2 separate regions of the Pan troglodytes genome follow, and region 1 is linked to region 2. The links are chromatin contacts, called in public HiChIP or PLAC-seq maps. All regions are on one chromosome and are shown on one strand. The core of a region is the stretch at or near the end of the contact, and the rest is flanking DNA. Distances in the headings are between cores, read along the strand shown.

The links. HiChIP or PLAC-seq counts read pairs in DNA pulled down with a chosen protein or histone mark.
Region 1: an H3K4me3 HiChIP or PLAC-seq map of stem cell-derived excitatory neurons shows a contact between it and region 2, with 4 times the contacts expected there. The contact joins the promoter of CD163 here to the promoter of CLSTN3 in region 2. A contact is called at or near these places in 1 of 7 Hi-C or Micro-C datasets (stem cell-derived neural progenitor cells), 1 of 1 datasets of contacts at active chromatin or transcription factors (stem cell-derived excitatory neurons) and 1 of 1 other capture datasets (stem cell-derived neural stem cells).

The regions. Positions count from the first base shown.
Region 1 is chr10:14,788,454-14,795,793 of NHGRI_mPanTro3-v2.0_pri, forward strand. It overlaps CD163 (CD163 molecule), which reads right to left and starts at 5,169. Exons shown (of 21, transcript XM_063786270.1): 1 at 5,065-5,169; 2 at 3,761-3,852.
Region 2 is chr10:14,308,825-14,316,283 of NHGRI_mPanTro3-v2.0_pri, forward strand. CLSTN3 (calsyntenin 3) reads left to right here and starts at 5,772. Exons shown (of 18, transcript XM_016922879.4): 1 at 5,772-6,279. The coding sequence starts at 6,216. RBP5 (retinol binding protein 5) reads right to left here and starts at 4,409. Exons shown (of 4, transcript XM_001164007.5): 1 at 4,304-4,409; 2 at 3,841-4,019; 3 at 449-550. The coding sequence starts at 4,376.

The sequences.
Region 1 (7,340 bases), core at 3,919-6,418, 480 kb after region 2:
ATTGCTCAATTTCATTAATCATCAAAGAAAACTCAAATGTTATATAACTACATCCCACTATAATGGCTAAAATGAAAAATACCTGAAAATTCCAAGTGTCAGTGAGGATGTGGAGCAAATAGATTTCTCAGGCTTGAGGGAGTATAACTAATACTGAGAGGTGAAACCAGCTGGACATCCTGGGTGAGTAGGGATTTGGAGAACTTTTCTGTCTTACAAGAGGATTGTAAAATGCACCAATCAGCACTCTGTAGCTAGGATTGTAAAATGCACCAATCAGCGCTCTGTAGCTAGGATTGTAAAACGCACCAATCAGCGCTCTGTAGCTAGCTAGAGGTTTGTAAAATGAACCAATCAGCAGGACATGAGTGGGGACAAATAAGGAAATAAAAGCTGGCCACCCCTTGCCAGCAGTGGCAACCTGCTTGGGTCCCCTTCCAATGCTGTGGAAACTTTGTTCTTTCGCTCTTCACAATAAATCTTGCTGCTGCTCACTCTTTGGGTCCATGCCACCTTTAAGAGATGTAACATTTACCGTGAAGGTCTGTGGCTTCATTCTTGAGGTCAGTGAGACCACGAACCCACCAGAAGGAACCAATTCCATACACAAGACATCAAAAGACATGTACAAAATAGCCATAACAGTTTTATTTATAATAGCGCCAAACTAGAAAACACCAGCAGTAAAGTGAATACATGAAATGTGGTCTATTCACACAATGGAGTGCAATATAGTAACGAGAATGAAAAAACTACAACCACAGCCAACAATATTATACATGGATCTCACAAACAATATATAAAATAAAAAATCCAACAGAGAGGATTATATCCTTTATAATTCTATTTATATGGATTTCCAAAGTACACTGGAAACGGTATTGTTAGATGTTTACCTACTGGTTATGTGATGGAGGATGGTAACTGAAAGAATGTACAAATGGGATTGGGGGTGTCAGCAATGTTTTTTCTTGACCTGGATGACAATTACATGAGTGTGTTCAATCTATGAAAGGTGTAGAAAAGAACAATGTAATTGTATGGTTTTTCGTATGCACTCAAACTTCAAAAACAACTTCAAAGTGTACTAAAAATTCTACTGAAGAAACTAGAAAAATAGTTTTAAGTAACCTAGAATGTGAGAAATATTTCAGTGTCTGAATGGATCCCACCTCCCCTTCAATTTTACTTTCAAGGCATTTCCCTTTCCGAAGTTGAGCAGCAGCTAAAATTCTTTCATGCCCTTGGTAGAAAATGTAAGGCTTCAGGCTCTGTGGAATCCTCACAGAGATAACTGATGCAACATTGTCATTTCTCTGGGTTAATGAGAGTTTATTATTTTCAGAAGGCTCTGGGGCAAGGATGAAGCATAGTAAATTGTAAAGTAACTGTGACTCACAGGGAGAGGGAGAATCCTGCTCCCTGTGAGCATGGCTTGTTCCTTCTGCTTCAACCCATCTGAAGAGGATTGTCGCAGATTGGATTTTTCAGAAGCAGATGCTAAAACAAAGTGGCATTTATTCCTAAAAAATAAGTGTTTTTAGGAATTAACACCTTGGAAAGAAAGCAGAGTCGGGGAATGATGAGACAACAAAATGTGATATGAGAAGAATTTGAACTGTGATCCAGGCACAACAGAGACCAAGCTGAGTATCTGGACCGAACTGAGGGTCAGGCTGCTATTTCTCATGGCCCAATAACAAGATGACAATGTACTGGGGAGGAAGAGAGTTTTTATCTCTGTAACCAATTACAAGGAAAAGGCCCAGAAATTATCGCCAGACCAACTCAAAATTACAAAGTTTTCCAGAGTTCATAGACCTTCTAAGCTATATGTCTACATGTAAATGTGCATTCATCTAAAGACATAAGTGATTAACTTCTTTTAATCTATAACTAAGGTCTGAGTCCTGATGACCTTCCTCTGGAGCCTCAGTAAATTTGCTTAATCTAAATGAGTCTAGATGCTGGGGTGATTACCCTTATCTTGTCTCCTGCTAAATCACAAAGGTTTGGGGAGTTCCTTCAGACTTCCAATAGACATGTTTAGTCATGCTTTAAGGTTCGGGAAAGGCCTAGGCAAAACTCTTGCTGGGCTTTTGTTACATTCCAACCTGTGTATAAGAGCACTGGCTTTTAATAGTTAACCACTCTGAAACAGTTGTTATGGAGGCCTGCATTAGTGAGACCTGGCCTGTCACAAAGCCATCTTGGTAGGGAGGGCTGGAGGTGCTGACTGAGTATTTCAATAATAAATTTTTCTTTTTTTTTTCTTCTTTTGAGACGGAGTCTCCCTCAGTCACCCAGGCTGGAGTGCAATGGCATGATCTCGGCTCACTGCAACCTCCGCCTCCCAGGTTCAAGCGATTCTCCTGCCTCAGCCTCCTAAGTGGCTGGGAGTACAGGCGCACACCACCAGACCTGGCTAATCTTTTTGTATTTTAGTAGAGACAGTGTTTTGCCATGTTGGCCAGGCTGGTCTCGAACTCCTGACCTCAGGTGATCCATCCACCTCAGCCTCCCAGAGTGCTGGGATTACAGGCATGCCTAGCCATAAATTGTTCTGATGATGTATTTCCGGTTTATGGAAAGGAAAAAAAAATTACAGGAGCCACAGAGATCACAGTAAGTATGATGGCGGGGGGAAAGAGCTACTCTTTGCACCATCAGAAGTATAATTCAAGGCAATAACTGTCTCACTCATTTTCTGCCCTCAGAGCTGTGTTTGCTACTTAAAATATCTGTGAACCAATGAAAATTTCAAATGAGCAGCAGGATGTAAAGCAAATGAGAAATTTAAGCTGTTCTCCCAGAAGGCAATTATTATTAAATATATGTACCACAGCATTATCATCATCATACACATGAAATCAATTATCACCCTAAGCAACCACAATTTCAGTTACCTTATTTTCCTTAGGAAGTCTACCATCACTTACCAGATTTTTACCTAAATGAATTATTATTCATGTCAAAGAACAATAGTTTATTATACCAACATTTGTAGCTATCATAGCTTTACTTAGTTTATATTTTTATGTATGACTGATTTACTCTACATCACTTAAAATATTGCCAACAACCAACAACATAAAAACAAAATGCCAGGTGAAGAATACAAACAAAATAGCCTTTCTATCTCCACTTAGGATATTATCAATCTTTTCTTTCCCCCTTGCACGAATATTTTTAGCATTGGATCAGGAATTTAGGTTAGCCAGAACAACAACTCTCAAAGTCTTAAGCAAGTATATCATACTTAATTCCTGAAAAATAAGGACTGTAAAACTTTATCCCACATTAATTCAATGAAAATTAAACACTTTTATTAAGCTAAAACCTCATTAGACTAGTAGGCTCCAACCCCATGGTACCACTCTGCATTTAAACAATAAGAAATTTTTAGTTACTCCTCCTCCTTGCCAGTATGTGGTATTGTAAAGTCTTTTTATTTTAGCTATTCTAATCATTGTGTATTGGTATTTGGTTGTGGTTTTAATTTGCATTTCTCTAATGACTAGTGATGTTAATTTCAGGTGCCTATTTTCTATCTGAGTATCTTCCCTGGGGAAGTATCTGTTCAAATCTTTTTGCCTATTGTTTACTCTTTAAAATTGAGTTATGAGAGTTCTTTATGTCTTCTAGATACAAACTTATTAACTATATGATGTGCAATTATTTTCTTCCAGACTATGGCTAGCCTTCCAATCTTTTAATGGTCTTTTGAAGAAGTAAAGTTTTTAATTTTCATAATATCTACCTTATCAGTTTGTCCTTTGGTGTCGGTCTTATGTCCAAGAACTCTTTGCTTACCCAAGGTGACAAAGATTTTTCTTTCAAATTGTCTTCTTCCTAGTGTTGGTGATGAGAAATTGGAAGTCAATATAATTGTATTTCCTTTGAGTATTATGTGTTTTTCCACTCTGAAGTTTAGATGAAGATTTATGTTTTAGCTAAATCCTGAAAATTTCTCATCTATTGTTGTTATAATTATTATTGATTGTACTCTACTCCATTTAATATTTCTATAACTTGGATGCATATTGAAATTTCTGTATATGTATCCTCTGTATCTCTTTTATATTCTTTGTCATTATTCCCCTTTTACTGTATTTTGGGAGAATTACTTATTTAGGTCTCTCGGGTCAAAATTTTTCTGGCATTATCCATTCTGTTCTTCACCTACTATCTTAAGGATTTTCTTTCTATTTTCATAGGGCAAACTTTTATTTTTATAATCTATGGCTTTTAAAATTAATAAAATATCGTTTAGTCTCTCTTTGAATATATTACTTATACTTCTTTTCTATATCTTCTCTGTTTTTTAAAACATGTTTCCTTGAGTGTAAAGTATTTCATTTGTTGTACTTATTGTTTTCATGGTCTTGCAAACCAAAAATGAAGATTTCTTCCTTCTCAGGGGAATCAAGGAAGAAGCCTCTCACTCAATTATGAGCCCCCAAAGCTGAAATTCTATTTAAGCCATTCCCTGAATTTTCTACATGAGAAAACAAATTATTTTCATGTGCCATATCACTACCAAAAATAAATATTAAATACAGTTCCATTATGTACATGGTGTGTTAGTGCTGTTCAACATTTAATAATCTACTACTACTGTACATAATCATATGAATGCATATATGTAATTGTACGTGGAAGAATATACCCCATGCATGTCAAGTGCAAGTGCCTGGGCCAGGCAATTTCCAAAGCACCTCTTCAGGTAGTCAGTTTCCATCCTGGGGCCCAAGTTCAATTTCCAGGTTTTTTTTGTTATGGTTTGGTTTTTGGGTTTTTTATGTTGCCGCTGTTTGTTTTGAGACAGGGTCTCACCATCCTGGCTGGAGTGTAGTGGCGCGATTTTGTGTTGTTGTTGTTGTTGTTAGATGGAGTCTAGCTCTGTCGCCCGGGCTGGAGTGCAGTGGCGCGATCTCTGCTCACTGCAACCTCCGCCCCCCAGGTTCAAGCGATTCTCCTGCCTCAGCCTCCCGAGTAGCTGGGACTATAGGCGTGAGCCACCGCACCCAGCCCCCAAGTTCCAGTCTTGATTCTGCCTCTTACTAGCTGTGTGATCTTCAACAAGTCACTCAGTCTCTGCAAACCTCGGTTTCCTCATCTGTCAGTCCCGCTTCCTCTTTGCTGCGCGCGCCGTCGTTGCCTGGCAACGGGAGGCGACGCCCGGATTGAGAGAGAGTAGGTGGGTGCATTGGGTGAGCGCCCACGACAGAGGCCGTTTTGACCGTTGGGCCTTGTCAGTTCCTTAGGACTCGCCTGGGTCTCCAGTCAGTGGCCGGAGGCGACTCCCGGATTGAGCCTAAGTGCGTGCCTAGGGTGCGCGCCCACCACGGAGGTGGTTTTGACGGTTGGGCCGTGTGAGTTGCTAGGACTCACCTGGGTCTCCAGTCAGTGCCGGGCCGCCGCCCCTGCCGCCGCCCCTGCCGCCGCCGCCGCCGCCGCCGCCGCCCCTGCCGCCGCCGCCGCCCCTGCCGCCGCCCCTGCCGCCGCCCCTGCCGCCGCCCCTGCCGCCGCCCCTGCCGCCGCCCCTGCCGCCCCTGCCGCCGCCAGCGCTCCTCGAGCGCTCCTCCTCTGTGGAGAGCGCCGCGGGCACCTGCAAGACAGGGGGCGCCCCTTCCACAAACCCGAGTAGGAAAACCAACCTAAGGGCTCCAGGTGGAGCGTTGCCAGATACAATACAGTAACGCATGCGCAGTCAACTTTGAATTTCAGATAAACGAGTTACTTTTGAGTACAAATATAGTATCATACAAAGTTATTCGTTGGTTATCTGAAATTCAGGGTTACCTGGGAGTGCTGTGTTTATTTGCCGAGTCTGGCACCCCGGCCCGGGCCGCCTCCCTGTCCACTCTGGCTGGGTCTCCCAGGCATGGGCAAGGGACCTCCTTCTACCTCCTGTGGCAACTTCTTCAGGCTGGAGGCAGCTGTCTCTGTGGAAAGGGGCTTTCGTATGTTGAGCCAAGATGCCTATTGGTGTATGTGAAAAATAACACTACTAGGCCGGGCACGGTGGCTCACGCCTGTAATCCCAGAACTTTGGGAGGCCGAGGCGGGCAGACCACAAGGTCAAGAGATCGAGACCATCTTGGCCAATATGATGAAACTCCGTCTCTACTAAAAATAGAAAAATTAGCTGGGCGTAGTGGCGCGCTCCTATAGTCCCAGCTACTTGGGAGACTGAAGTAGAAGAATCGCTTGAACCCGGGGGGCGGAGGTGGCAATGAACCGAGATCGTGCCACTGCACTCCAGCCTGGCGACAGAGCGAGATTCCTCTCAAAAAAAAAAAAAAGAAGAAGAAGAAGAAGAAAAAGAACCCTACTTAAAACAGGAAAGTTGGGTTATTCTCGTCGTTCATGGACAGGAAACAAGTGCTCAGGGAGATGACAAGCCTTGCACACTTCCCATTGATATGCTCAGAATTCCCACACAGAACCTTGACTTGGCCCAACCCTTAGGCCGGAAGTTTTCCCGTTAGAGATAATGGTCCCCTTCTCATATTCATCTTTCCGGAGCATCAGGAGGAGGCTGTTCCCATTTTTATGTTATTTCACTTCAAGTGACGTTGAGATGTCTATGCAGTATTTTTGTCTTTGGAGTATATCATACTGAAGAAATACAGTGAAGATACTGTGTTCCAAAGTCAGATGTAATAATGCTTTCCTCTATGTGGTTGAGACAGCAATGCCAACTCGATAGGGAATTAGGCTTATTTGTGCCATTTAGTTTTCAGTTTTAATGACTGTATTTACATATACATGCATGCACCTTTCTCTGCTGCTTTGTATTCCTTTCCCCAGTACAAAAGATGGCATACTGTGTGCAGTTTCTGCACCTTGCTTTCTTCACTTCACTCTGTGTCCTTCAGTTCACACTCTACTTTAGAGAGCTTCCGCATTCTCTTGTATATCTGCATAATAATCCATTGTGTTGCTCTGCCTCATTAGTCCTGAATTTGATGAATATTCAAATGGAGCTCCAGTTTTACTATTGTAAATAACGGTGCAAATAACCATGTGCATCTGCCATCTCATATTTTTGCAAGCATATCTTCGAGATAGGATCCAAGAAGTGAGATTGGTGGTCAAAGGATAAACACGTGATTTTGTAGATTTTGCCAAATTCCCCTCCATAGGGGTTATATCATTTTGTTCTTTCACGGCTACCATATGACACAAGAGCAGTACTGGAGCCTATGAACCTCAGGATGTCAATGTTTCTGAAATTTTATGCAAATATTAGGTATATTTGTCCAGAGATAGGTCTAGATGCATTGGCATTCTGTCCTCTATAATTGCCGTGCTCATTCCTGTATCAGGGCCCT
Region 2 (7,459 bases), core at 4,522-7,021:
AGAGAGGGGAAGTGAGGGGGAGAGAGAAAGAGGGCGTTTGCCAGCCAGAGCCCCTTTCTCAAGGTCCTTGACCTCCATTTACTCCTTCCGGATACAGCAGCTTGAGTGTTTGATATATGGGCAATTGTATCATTATTCCACATCCTCAACTTTCCACCCCTCAGGAAGGAAGGTGGCTGGGTCAGGGGATGTGAGTGGCTGAAGCCTCCATCTCGCCAGTGATGATTTATGGGCATTCATCTGACTCGTAGCCAGGGCCCACCTTGGCCACTCTGTTTCTTCCTCTCCCCACTCCTCCCAGTGCTTTTGCTTTCCCTCCCTGGTCAATTCCTTGGATAGGGATTGGGGCTGGGCTGGGGGAAGAGTGGTGGACCTATCTGGTTTGGACAAGGGGATGCCTTATAGCTGGAGGCCCTTCTCCCAGACACCCAGCCCCCACCCCATTTACCAGATACAGCATCTCTCCCTCCAGCCAGTGTCTCCAGCCCCGGTTGGGGACCTCCCCTTTCTGCACACACACCAGCTGCTCCTCCTCCCAGGTTACTATGGTCTATAGGGGAAAGAGGGAGTAAAGAAAGATTGGGAGGCAGGACACTCAAAATGCTTCCCGTCTCACTCTGAACGGGCTCCCCTTTACTCCACAGCACATACTGTCTGCTGCAGCCCCTCCACTGAGCGAGGGAGCTGCTCTGATTCAGCAGGACTCCCTTTCCACCCCACTCTTTGTTTTTTGTGTTTTTTTGAGACGAGTTCTTGCTCTGTCACCCAGGCTGGAGTGCAGTGGCAGGATCTCGGCTCACTGCAACCTCTGCCTCCTGGGTTCAAGTGAATCTCATGCCTCAGCTACCAGAGTAGCTGGGATTACAGGCGTGCACCAACATACCGGGGTAATTTTTGTATTTTTAGTAGAGACAGGGTTTCTCCATGTTGGCCAGGCTGGACTTAAACTCCTGAGCTCAAGTGATCCGCCCGCCACCACTTCCTAAAGTGCTGTGACTATAGGCATGAACCATCACACCCAGCTTCCCACTCCTAAAGGTCACCGAGGGGGGCCCAAAGTTGTCTACAGTGACCTTTAGGGGAGAGCAGGGGTGGTAGCAGGATAAGTAGAGGTGAAATTGGGGAGGGCATTTATGAAGAATGGAGACTTTTTCCTCTGGATACTTCTGGCTGACCTAGAGGGACTTTTGAGAAAAAAGAGAGATTGGTTGGGAATCCTACCAGGTAATCTCATTTCTCCTCTTTCTCGGTTTCAAGAACAGCTGAAGTATCCTTAGAAATAAAGGGTCAACCCCTCTGGGCCTGAGCATTCCAATCAACCTTTATTGAGTTCTCCCTTAGGATAGGCCCCAAACAAGGAGCTCAGAGTCTTGAAGAGATAGAGGATCAGTAAATAGGTAACTGTGACACCAGGCAAGAGTGAGGGATGGCAGTGGGGCGGGCAGAGTGAAATCTTTAAGGAAGTTGGGAGTTAATTAGATTGGAGAGAATGGGAAATTTCTAGCAAGGAAAGAAACAGCTAGAAATAGCGGTAAAAGAGAAAGGCAATTAGTTCTGAAGGGCTCTAACCTAGAGTATATGTGGTGGAGGCAATTGAAGAGTTGATTCACAGAGACCCTTGTATGCTGAGTTAAGTGTAACAGATGATGTAATGTAATAGATCATCACTGAAAGGGTGTAAGTCAGAGAGTGACATGATCACATTTATGTTTTAAGTAGACCCTGTGGCTACAGCATGCAGATTAGAGGAGGGTTAAGCCTGAGAACCAGCTGGGTGCAGTGGCTTAGGCCCGTAATCCCAGCATTTGGGAGGCTGAGGCAGGAGAATCACTTGAAGTCAAGAGTTTGAGACCAGCCTGGGCAACACAGTGAGACCCCACCTCTACCAAAAAAAAAAAAAAAAAAAAAAACACAAAAACACAAAAAAGCAATTTCAGGCACCAGGAAATGAAGGCCTGAATTAGGGTGGTGATAGAGAAAGGTTAGGAGGGAACACAGGAGAGCCATTTAGAAGAGTGATGCTCAACAGAAATAAAATGGGTCAGGAGCCATATTAGAAAAGTAAAGAGAAATAGGGGAAATGAATTTAAATAATATATTTTAGTTAACCAAAAATATTCAAAATATTATTATTTCAGCATGCAGCCAATATAAACATTTCCGAAATGCTTTTTATTTGGCATTGTCTGAAAGTCCACTTACAGCATCTAGATTTGGACTAGTTATATTTCAAGTATTCAACGGCCATCTGAAGTTAGCAAGCTGCTATACTGGGTAATGCAGAAAAGCTACAAAGATTTCTTGGCCAATTAGATGTGGTGGTGGTGGTGGTGTGTGTGTGTGTGTGCTGGGAGCCTAGAGGTAAGGAAACAAGAGATATTGACCATGACTCCCAGGTCTCTGGCCTGGCTGGTTATTGCCATTAGTGGAGAGAGTAGATATGAAAGTGGGGTAGGTTTGGATAGGAAGACAGTGAATTTGAATTTGACCTTGGCATTCAAATGGAAATTGGTTCCAGGACCCCCACCCCACTAAATCTGCTGAATAAAATGGCTTAGTATCTGTAGAGAAACTACATACATCCCCCTGTATACTTTATTATTATCATTTTGATACAGAGTCTTGCTCTGTCACCCAGACTAGAATGCAATGGCATGATCTTGGCTCACTGCAACCTCTGGCTCCCGGGTTCAAGTAATTCTCCTGCCTCAGCCTCCCAAGTAGCTGGGATTACAGGCATGCGCCACCATGCCTGCCTAATTTTTTGTATTTTTAGTAGAGATGGGGTTTCTCCATGTTGGTCAGACTGGTCTCGAACTCTTGACCTCAGGTGATCCGCCCGCCTTGGCCTCCCAAAGTACTGGGATTACAGGTGTGAGCCACTGTGCCCGGCCTAATTTATGTATTTTTAGTAGAGATGAGGTTTCACCATGTTGGCCAGGCTGGTCTTGAACTCCTGGCCTCAAGTGATCTGCCTGCCTCAGCCTCCCAAAGTCTTGGGATTATGGGTGTGAGCCACCACGCCCAGACTTTTCCCATATGCTTTAAATCATCTCTAGATTACTTATAATACCTAATGCAATGTACATGCTCTGTAAATAGTTGCTATACTGTATTGTTTTTTATTTGTATCATTTTGTATTGTTATTTTTTATTTTTATTTTTCCCAAATATTTTTCCATTTGCAGTTTGCTGAAGCTGTGGATGCAGAACCCATGAATATGGAGGGCCGACTGTATTTTGTAGGCAGTTGAAAACATTGCCCTGGAGCTCAGGAGATGGCTCTGGCTGGAGAATTCATGCCAAGGGCAGCCTATAGATGGAAGCAGAAGGCATGGGTGTAGATGATTTAGCCTATGGATAGTGGGCAGACAAAAGGGAGAAGACATTAAGAACAAAACTCTGCGGAGAAAACTCCAGTTTAAAGGATTAATAGGAGGACTAGGATCTGCAAAGGAGGCTAAGAAGGAATATGTAAGAAGTAGAAAGAAATGCAGGAGAGTGAAGTTATTGATGCTAAAGTAAAAGGGACTCTGGGTGACCAACAGTGTCACAGGCTGGAGGGTGGGCAAATGTTTGCTCTTCGGTCTGGGTTGGCCTGTTCTTTGCCCTTTGGGCTGGTGATAAGAGGGGGCAGGGAAGAAGTGGGAGAGAGACAGGGAGCACCAGGACCTGTTAGTTCTGGAGACTGGTATCCTGGGGACTGCATTCCCTGCTGCGGTGACCATTCCCCTCCTCCCCGCTGCTCTGGCTGGGGAAGGTCACTTTGTTTTGCCCCATGTTGTTAGGAGTCTCCCGTGATGCCTCCTTCCGGCCACCGCCCAGCCAGGGAAAATGTACCTGGCATTTTCGTCCGTCCACACTCCTGAGGTCCTCCTCAAACTCCACTCCCACATCGAACTGCACAGTGTAGTTTCGGAAGGTGCTCAGCGTCCTCACCGTCATGTGGTTGCCCTGGTGTTCGATCTCCTTGTCCGGCTTCAGCAGCAGCGCGATCTTCCGCACAGCCAAGCTGATGTCTGTGGGGGCTGCCTGTTAGTAGGGGTGCTGCTAGCCAGCCAGGAGCTCCTCTGCCTGCAGCAGCCCCTCAGGGCTGTGAGTTTCCCTTCTTTGGGTCTGGGACTGTGGATTCACCCCCTCCTACCAATCCCTGGTTAGAAATGGATCCCAGGTCTGGTGCCAGCCGCCTGAGCCTTTCCACAGTGTCCGACCCCGGGCATTCCCTCTTCTCCATGGGACCAAGAAGCAGGAAGGAAGAGGGGAGAAAGGGAGTGACAGGGGTCTGGGAGGGCGAGGCCATTACTTAGGGCTTGCAGGTAGTCCTCCATGTTCTTCTGCGAGACAAAGCGGTAGTAGCCAGTGAGGTTGGGAGGCATTGTGTGGATGAAGGTTTCAGGAGAATGCAGGAGACAGGGTGAGGAAGGAGGGGGTGTTGTCTGGCAGGTGAGGCTGAGAGATTCCAGCCTGCTCCACACACAGAGACAGGATGTGTAATGGCCGGGTTACCAGGGCTTTTTATAAGGCTGGGGCCCTGTTGCAATAAGAGTCTCTACCAGACTTCCTCCCTCCCCGCATGGTGAGTTTGGGGGTGGTGTCTCCAGCCTGAAGGAGGGGCAGGGATTTGGCAAAGTTGCGCCTGACCTTGGCTTTTCCTGAGGAAGGAACCTGGAGCAGGATCTGGGGCTGTCAGTCATCCAAAACTCAGCCATCCAAAGGTCAGTGTTGGCCTCCACCTCATTTCTGGCAGGCTTGGGAACCGTCCCAGGGCCTGAGGGGCAGTCTTTCCTGGGAGACACCTGAGGCTGGTCTGGCTGTGTGAGGTGGAGATGAGTTCCAACAATATCCTGAGAGCCTGGGACTGAGTGATGTTGGAAGATGTGAGGGGAGGGGGTGAGGATGGCCAGCTGCCACCATGAAGAGCACCCTGTAGGCCTGGCTCTCAGAGCTCCCTCAGGTAGTGTGCTCAACTGGGACCCCAAAGTGGCATTCCAGACTCTTGGTCCTAAAGAGCCATTAGGAGGGAGGTGGAGCCCGAGGGGTGCTGAGTTCAAAGTCCGGAACAGACAGCCTGAGAGGAGTTTGTTGGCTATTCTAGAGAATTTTATTCTTTTTGGCTTGGGACCCAGGGGGTTTTCTCTCCCTCTGAGTCATCGATGAGACCGTAACCCCCAGTCCCCAGCCCTAGGACAGCCCATGCTTTCCAGATGTATTTCTGTGAAGGTGGGGTGGAGGCGCCTAAATAATATTGTGCCCCGCCCCCAGCTGCCCAATTCTCTCTCGAACCTGCCATCGTCCCGGGCTTCAGAATCCACTGGGCTTGGTTCATCATGGTTTAAGGTGAAATTCGGGGCGAAGGAGGCAGGGCAGGTAGGCAGGAGGAGGCGGCCGGTCCCGACAGGTGCGTGCGCGAGGGGTGCACGACGTCCTGCCCCTCCTTGGGTCCCAGAGCCTCGATACCGCCCTGCGGACCGCCCTGTGGCTTCCTCGCAGCCCTGGGCTACAAATGCCAGGATTTCTCAGGCTCAGACTGAGGGTTTTACTTCACCCTTCCCAGAGGGCACGCAGCACGGATCTGTGGATGGAAGGGGCTGTGGAAACAGGTTATGCAGAGTTGGGGGGCGGGGTGACGCGGTGCCACCCCTCCTGGCCGCCCTCAGGTCCCGCTGACGTCTCTCTTCCCCACCCCCTGGCTTCTGGCTTCTTTCTCCCCACGTCCCTCTTCTTTCCCACCCCCTCCGTGGCTCTCCAGCTTCCTCCCCAGCCCCCGCAGTTCCTCGGCTCCCCCAAATTGCAGCCAGGGGAAGGAGCCCTGAAGCTCTCCAGCCCCGACGCCCCAGTCTCATTGGCTCCCTCCCCCGCTGCAGCACCTGGTCCCCCCCCCCCAGTCACCTGATTGGCCGGCGGCCCCATCAATCGTTGCCCGGCTGTGCTGACGTCATCCTGCAGTAGCGGGGTTGGGGTGGGAGTGAGAGAGTGAGGACGCTGGGCTGGGGGAAACGGGAAGCCGCTGCAAGTCCACCGCCTCAGCTACCCAGATTGGGATCTGCCCAGGCCCGCTTTATGGACTAGTGTGGGCGGCAGGCTTCTTTCCGTCCCTGCCCTGCTGAACCCCGCTCCTTGGAGACCCCCTGTATCCCTCCCGCAAGGTGGAATCCGCAGGCTGGAGGCTCCCAGGGGAGGCAAACGCCTGGCCCTGCCCTGCCCCACGCCGCACCATGACCCTCCTGCTGCTGCCCCTTCTGCTGGCCTCTCTGCTCGCGTCCTGCTCCTGTAACAAAGGTGAGTGAGGTGGGGGTGGGGGTACCGAAAGAGGGGCGTCGGGCAGCGCCGTGCGGGGTAGGGGTGGGAAGGAGGTGTCGAGGCTCCCTGGCACCTGACAGGTGTCTGGCCCTCTTCTGATCACCCGCCTTCCCATCCGTTCTCAGACCTGCTCCGTCTCCTCTCTTTCTCTTCCCCCAGCTACATCTTCCTTTCTGGTCCATCTCTACCCATGCGTTTCTCTTGCTGGTCATCTTGCTCCCATTTGGTCTCCATTCCCGTCCTGGTGTCTCTATTCTCCCCTTCCCCTAATTTCTACACGCTGGTGGCTACCTCGGGTCTGGGAAGGACTGCCCCCGAGCGGGTGATAGGCCTCTCCCCGCGGCTCTCCCTTTCACTGGCGCATGCTAAGGGTGTGTGGCAGATCCATCTGCTTCGCCTCCATCCCATCCTGGGGAGAAAGTATTTGCTGCAGTTCAGCAATTCGGAGCACGTATGTTTTTGCGTGTGCCTCTGCATTCAGACCCTTTTGCCTGCATCAGCTGGGCTGTGGGTTACCAGAGCTGCCCTCTCTGGCAGACAGCGGATACATTCAGCTGGGCGGGGCTGTCGGACAGACGGAGAGGGAGGACGGGAGGGAGGGCTTGCGGGCAGAGGGCTCAGGTAGGTGGAAAAGGATGGAGACTGGCAGGAAAGGGCAGAAGTGGGTGTGTGGGGGGCGCTAAATGAATATGAGAGGGAAAGCTGAGAAGGAGAAGACCAGAGATGAGGCGTGGGAGGGGGTAAGGAGGGGATGGAAAAGGGTAAAGGTGGAGGCAGAAAAAAGAGGAAGGGATGAGGAAAATCAGGAAAAGAGTGAGTCAGGGAGGAGCCCGGGAGCCTAGGAGTGAAAGGGAGCAAACGCAGAGACCGCAGGGGGCCAGGAGGAGAGGAAACAGAGGCTCAGAGACCTGGGAAGACAAGCAGGGTGGGAGGGGGAGCTGTGCAGAGGGCGCCCAGCCCTGCCCTTCCATGGCTCTCTCTTCCTCGCCTGCATCTCTGACCTCAGCCTCGCCTCCTAGCCTCCTGCCACTTCCTGTACCGCCTCCTGTGCACCATCTTGTGGCTTTCTCCTCAGCATTCAGGAAGGGGTTATGGTGGTCATCAGTAAGAAAGCCTTCCCATGCCAAAGGCTTGCTGGTGTGTGGTTGGAGGAGAGAAT